Linked DNA regions of Mus musculus: region 2 is linked to region 1. The links are chromatin contacts, called in public HiChIP or PLAC-seq maps. All regions are on one chromosome and are shown on one strand. The core of a region is the stretch at or near the end of the contact, and the rest is flanking DNA. Distances in the headings are between cores, read along the strand shown. Region 1 holds the start of Tmem184a (transmembrane protein 184a). Region 2 overlaps Foxk1 (forkhead box K1).

Region 1 (3,161 bases), core at 204-2,703:
CTGTGTGGCATGGAGGTCACTGTTAGAGGGAGCTGTGTGTGTGTGTGTGTGTGTGTGTGTGTGCAGGGGACACGTGGGGTGGTGCGAAGGCTGCTGAGGTCAGAGACCAGCTCCTTATCTGCTCCTTCCTCCCTCCCTAGCCTCTGTGGAGGGAGGACACAATGTGATCAGCCAACAAGAGACATTTCCCAGGCTGGTACCATATGGCTGGTGACCTTGGCAAGCTGCTTCCTCTTTTGCCTCAGTTTCTCCACCGGTAAATGGAGGTTGGTCTCTCTGGCTTCCTGCTGACCCTAAGAGCGTGCCTCGTGCCACCTCTGTGGCTAGGATGTGCCTGGCCTGCCCTCGGGCACGGATCTTTCTCCCTTGTATCCTGGTTACTGAGGCACACCTGGACAGGTACCAGCCAGCAGGTGAATGTCACAAGCCGAGGTGTTTGCTTTTGCTTCCTGCCCCCAGCTCACCTACTGACTCAGGCCCTCCCACTGTGCCAAGTGGGTGTTCCAGAGAGCCCGTGGCTCTCAGCTCCCTTAACCAACCTCCAGCTCCCCAGCTACCCCGCCACATTCTAGATGCCTGGCTTCTGCTTCCTGCTTACCCACCCTCCACCCCCAGCTCCTTGCCCCCTATTCTCGTAGCTCCCCATCTCTCCCCTCATACCCCCAACACACCTCCTGTTCTCCACTGTTCCAGTTCCTATCCAACTCAGTCCCCACCCCTCCTCCCCAAACTCCCTGTCTGGCTGGCTTGAGGTTCTCTATAGAGCAAGGTCCACGCCTTCGCCATCTCTGGAGGGGAAAGGCCCTTTCTCCTCCCACTGTGTGAGCCCGGGGAAACCCCTCCGTGTTCCTGTCTGTGAACTGGGATTAAGCTCTGACCTCAGGGAGTAGAGTGAGGGGCCTCAGACGTGACTGGGGATACCCACCCAGCAATCTGCCCTCACCTCGGCAGAGATCTCCCTCCTTAGGCCTGGCTCTGACATGCTAGCTCTGGAGAAGGGCCATAGACCCTTGAACACCATGCCTAGAATCCTACCATGTCTCAGTGACTGGTGCTGGGAGCTGTCCCTGGAGGTCCCATGATCACAGCATCTGTCCACGGGGCCCATCTGAGCTGGGCCAGGTCCCATAGCAACTTCCAGGCTCAGCGGGGATGGGGGTGCAAGAGGTGCTTACCTGGTGGCCGGTTAGCAGCAGAGCAGTCCATACAAACACGCCTGAAACGCCTCGGGCCAATGCGCTGGTGAGGAAGAGCTGGGGGGCCCCCTGCGAGCCGTTGTCCACGCGCTCCATCTGTGGCCCGGCTGCCACTGTGGGCATTGCCGGAGGGGGGCTGGGTGGAAGCCAGGTCGCTGACACGAGGGGGGCTCCGGCTGTCTTCAGAAACCCTGACGCATTCCTCATCTGCAGAAACCAGCAGAGGAGTGAGAAGCCAGGGAAGGCTTCTGTGGGAGTGTGAGGGGCAGGAGGTGGGGCCAGAGGTGGGCAAGGCCGTGTGGGTGTCACCTCGGGGTGGGTGTCACCTCGGGGCCAGTTCTGCCCAATGCACTTTCTGCCTGCCTGGCCACCGCCCCTACCACCATCATCCACAGAAGCTTCCCTGGGGGCCCACCACGGCCACCTGTCCCCTTTGTGAGAGTCTGGGTCTGATTTTCCCACCAGCTCGCCTGATTCTGGGCAGCTGTGGGCTCACACTTGAACAGGGGCCTAGCTGCTTTCCAGCCTGGGGCTCAGATCCTGGGGTGACAAACCCCCTCAGGTTCCTTCGGACCCTGGTTCTCAGACAGCAACTCTATAGAAGTCTAAGACTGCTCCTAACCAGGTGTCCACAGCACACCCCTGTAATCTCAGTACTCAGAGGCCAAGGCAGGTGGACTGTGCATCTGTGAGTATAAGGGCCAGCCTGGTCTACCTAGTTACTCTGTTTCAGAAAAGAAAAAGAAACTTAAACCCAAAACAACTTAAACTTAAACAAACAAACAAACAAAACCCCAAAGCTTGTTTCTACCACCGGCTGGGCAGTGGGGATTCACCTACCTGGGGCCAGTTCTGCCCAATCCAGCCCTTCCCCTCCTCCCCCCTCCTCCCCCTCAGGTGCCATCCGCCCCCGCCCAACCCTCCCCCCCCCCCTTGACCCGCCTGCAGGTACTCCTTAGGGTCTCAGAAGCTCCCGCGGCAAGTGATAGAGTGTGCGCCTGCCGGGAGGCAGCGACATTGGACCTCCTTGCTACCCTCAGTTGTCCGTCATGGGGGCGGGAGCCTACCTCTGTGAGCAGGAAGCTCTTTGGACCGGGCCTTGGAGGCCTAGCCTCCTCTGGGGCAGCCTGGCTGGTCATTCACTGGGTCATGTGGCCCCCAGTGGAGGCCAAGCTTCGGGTTGGGGCAAGGCTGGTCTCGGGAGGGTTGCGCTAGGCTAGGGAAGGCACACAGGGCCTCACCTGGCCAGTGGCCCACCTGGGCTTCAGGCTGAGGGAGGGGCGGAGGGAGGAGAAGCAGAGGCTTGTCCCCGCCCCTGGCGACACTCTATCCCGCTGGGACTGTTTGCCCAGTAGCAGCTGGCTTCCAGGAACTGAGGCTGGCAGGTGCCTTTCACCTGCTGGCACTAGGTAGTCAGGCAGTTTAGCAGGCAGGGTCAGGAAGGACAAAGGGTCTGCATAAGCTATGCTAGCTCCAGGGAGAAGTCCCCGAGGAGCCATCCAATACAGTGCTGCTTTCTGGGTGGTGAGAAAGGTCTAGAATAGTGTTTTTTTACCCTTCTCCATGCTTAGACGGTTCATGCTGTGATGACCCCCCACCCCCGACCATAAAATTATTTCTGTTGCTACTTCATAACGGTAATGTTGTTATTATTATGAATTGTAATGTAAGTATCTATGTTTTGTGATGGTCTTAGGCCACCCCTGTGAAGAGATCATTTGACTTCGAAGGGGTCAAGGCTCACGGTGAGAACCCCTGATTTAGAGCTAGACGTGGTGGTGGTTAGTGTGGGTGTCCCCACTGCTCCAGAATTGCGCACTTAAAACTGGGCAGGACTGGGAATGTTGCTCAGTTGGTAGAGTGCTTGCCTAGCATGCATGAAGCTCTGGGTTGCATTCCCCGCACTGCATAAACCAGGCATGGCGGTGTATGCCTATTATCCCAGCACTTGGGAGGTAGAGGCAG
Region 2 (3,161 bases), core at 442-2,941, 2.6 Mb after region 1:
GGTCAGAGAACAGCCTGTGGGAGTCTTTGCTCTCCTTCCCACCAGCTCGACTGCAAGCACCTTTACCCTCAGGGCCGCCCGAGCCCCTGATTTGCTTTTTGAGACGGGGTCTCACTGCAGTGAGGCTGGTTCAGAACTCAGTTTGTTACCCAGGCTTGCCTGAAACTTGCAGTAATCTTCCTGACTCAGCCTCCCAGATGCTGGGATTGCAGGTGCAGGTGTTTGTTTATATAAAATGAATGATTCAGTCACTGAGAGACTGAGGGTTCCTCACAAAGCCCCTCCCACCAGTGGTTCTTGTCACCTATTGCTGGGGCTCCTGGCTTCCCAACAGTTAAGAAAGTTGTAGCCTTTCTGTTATTTACATGGGAAATCATGTGGCTTTGAGCAAGCACACGACACTCACATGAGAAACAGGTGGGGCAGCCCTAAAAGCATGTTCAGGGCCAGCCTGGGCTACTGAGTAGGACCAAAATGAGCCTGGGCAACAAGTGGTACCCTGTCATCCTGTAATAAGAAGAGGACCTGGATGAGTTCAGGGGTAGACACTTTAGGGGCCTGAAAGGGGCCCTAGGTTAGCCCGGCATGGCATGGTGGCACACACCTGAAATCCCAGCACTTGGGAGCTGAGGCCAGAGGGTCACATCAAGGCCAGCCGGCTACGTTATTTGTTATAGAAACACCAGGACTATATAGTGAGGCCTCATCTCCAAACAAACAAACAAACAAACAAAGGCTCTTGGTTCAATATCCAGTACTAGGTAGGGTACGTGATTGTGGGATTGAATAGTGTAGTTTTTTGTGTTGTTTGTTTGTTTTTGAGACAGGATCTCACTTTGTAACTCTGGAATTCACTACATAGGCTGGCCTCAATTATCCTGTGTGCGTCTGCCTCCCCAGAGCTGGGGCTAAAGGCACAAGCATGCCTGGCTTCAACGTTTCTCATTGACAATACAAAGAAAAAGTGGTGCGTGCTGGGAGTGGGGCTGGTTGGTGGAGCGCTGCTTGCCAAGAAAGCCTGCAAGATCCTGAGCACTGATAACAGCAGACGCAGTGGCCCATGGCAGCCCCAGCTCTGGGCAGGTGGAGGCTGGAGGATCAAAAGCCGTGTGTAATACCCCAGCTACATGAGACCCTGTCTCAAAAACAAAACAGCAGCCAGCTGGCTAAGACACTGAGTGATCATAGGTCGGGTGTAGAGTGGCTTTTGGTCAGGTGGCACAGTGGCTGTAAAGACCTCCCCCTCTCCCCGAACCCCCGCCCAGCAGTTGGTGCTTTGGTGTCCCCAGTGCTCCCTTGGAGTCCCGACTTTGTGTCTGCCACATTCCTGGTACTGCTGGGAGGGGGCAGGCCCTTGGCTCCTCCTGAGTTCCCACGGGTGCGTGGTCACTCTGTCCGCAGTCGCTGTTGACAGTGGCTTGGGACTTGCTCTGGACTCCCTGGGCCTTTAAGTGTCACAACAAAAGATCTCTGTTGACATCCGTTTATCTCCACACTGAGGAATTCCATTGAGCTTTTGTAAAGCTCAGCGGCCGGCCGCTGGAGGTTCGCCTGCCAAGACTTTCTCAGTTTGAGTTTCTGTGTAGGGGTGGAGCCCACGTGTTTACAAACACGCCCTGCCCTTCCTCTCCCAGGCAGCGGGAGCCAGGGTGGGGCAGGCTTGGGGAAAGGGTTTGACTTCCCAGCCCGCAGCAGTGGGCCCCGCCCTGCTCAGTCTGCTTGCCTAATTTGGTGAGCTTTGCTAGCGGGTCCCTATTGGCCGACCTGGGCACCGAAGGCTTGGGGACCTCCCAGCTGTGGCTCCTCCCTCCATGGAGCGGATCCCAGGGTTCGGTACCTTTGCCTCACTCCACCCCCCCCCCACCCCCCCCCCACCAGGCTGGCTTCAGTTTGTTGGGTGGCTCCTTATTTCCCAGGGCGGGTTGTTCCGCTGTGGTTTTGAGTTGTGTGTATGTTGGGTTTTTTTGGGGGGGCTGTCCCTGCCTGCAGGGCTCCGCCCAGCAGATGAATGAGCTCTTTGAAAGAAACTGCAGCTTCGGCAGTGTTTTGACCTTTCTTTCTGTGAAGAGCAAGTGATTTAGGAAAACAGGGAGCTGGTTAATCATTTGCTGAGGCTACTGAGGCTAAAGCAGGCTCCGTGGGACTACACTTCAGCAGACTGCCATAGCAGCCATGAAAGTAGCCTGTGGGTCCCAGCACCAGGCATTTACCAGGAATCCCTGCACCCAGGGCGCTGAGGCAGGAAGATTGCAGATCTGAGGCCAGCCTGTCTGGCTGAAACTGGGAACTCAGGGTTCGCTTCTGTTACAGACCCTGTCCCAAAATTAAGATGGAAAGGCTGGTGGGATGGCTCAGTGAGTAAAGGAAGGTGCTCCCTCCCGAGCCTGAAGACCTGAGCTCAGTCCCGAAGCCGCATGGTGGAGGGGAGAGCTGAGTCCCTAAAGTTGCCGTCTTCCACACCCAGGCTGTGCAGTGCCGTGCCCGCCCCCTGCATGTACACGTGTAGCAAAGGTTAGCAGTGGTGATGTGAATGAAGGGAAGTCGGCATCAGAGAACTGGCCCCCTTAGTCATGGAGCTGTAGTACAGTTCTACTTTACTGCGGGCTAGGGCTAGCTCAGTCTCCTGTGCTCTCGGAGATTTGCGTTTGGAGAGCACCCCAGTCTGCATCAGAAGTCTAGCACCCCACCGAGCCCCGCCCCTCCCCTCCCCACCCCAACCCACTCCCAGCCTTAGTTTCACTTGCTTGTGGTTTCAGTTATGCACAGTCCAAAAATACCAAGTGGAAAACTGCAGAAAATGAGCAAGTTACAAGTCTTCAATCAAGTGCAGCGCTGCATAGCTCCTCCCCTGTGTGTGACTCCCTGCCCAGTGTATCTGGTGGGTGGCTGGATTACCCAGTCTGCACTGTGGGCTGGGGATGAAGCCCCATGGTAGATCACTTAACCTGGCATGCATCAGTACTGGGAGAGGGCGGGGAGGGTCAAATTCAGGCGTGCCAAAGACCAGCAGCACAGCAAGTTCTGCCGGTAAGTTACAGGCCACGCTTTATCGTGGAGTAGGAACGTAGGAACGTAGGAAGCGATGGTGTGTGTCAGGCTCTGTGCTGTCTAGGACTTCAGGGACACCTGGAGGTCTCTGCATGCGTACCTCTGGAAAAGGA

Evidence for each region. HiChIP or PLAC-seq counts read pairs in DNA pulled down with a chosen protein or histone mark.
Region 2: an H3K27ac HiChIP or PLAC-seq map of embryonic stem cells shows a contact between it and region 1, with 8 times the contacts expected there. The contact joins the enhancer-like site here to the promoter of Tmem184a in region 1. A contact is called at or near these places in 3 of 39 promoter capture datasets (embryonic stem cells, hippocampal neurons and liver) and 1 of 115 datasets of contacts at active chromatin or transcription factors (embryonic stem cells).

What each region holds. Positions count from the first base shown.
Region 1 is chr5:139,811,790-139,814,950 of GRCm38.p6, forward strand. Tmem184a (transmembrane protein 184a) reads right to left here and starts at 1,454. Exons shown (of 8, transcript NM_144914.3): 1 at 1,176-1,454. The coding sequence starts at 1,403.
Region 2 is chr5:142,438,955-142,442,115 of GRCm38.p6, forward strand. The region is part of intron 2 of Foxk1 (forkhead box K1); the gene reads left to right. Among named protein-coding and RNA genes, the nearest start is that of Ap5z1, 23 kb to the right of the region's middle. Within about 2 kb of position 1,692, at least 384 of the 459 cell types and tissues checked have an H3K27ac peak or open chromatin away from gene starts, as enhancers often do. A contact at or near this core is called in embryonic stem cells and liver, where this site is marked.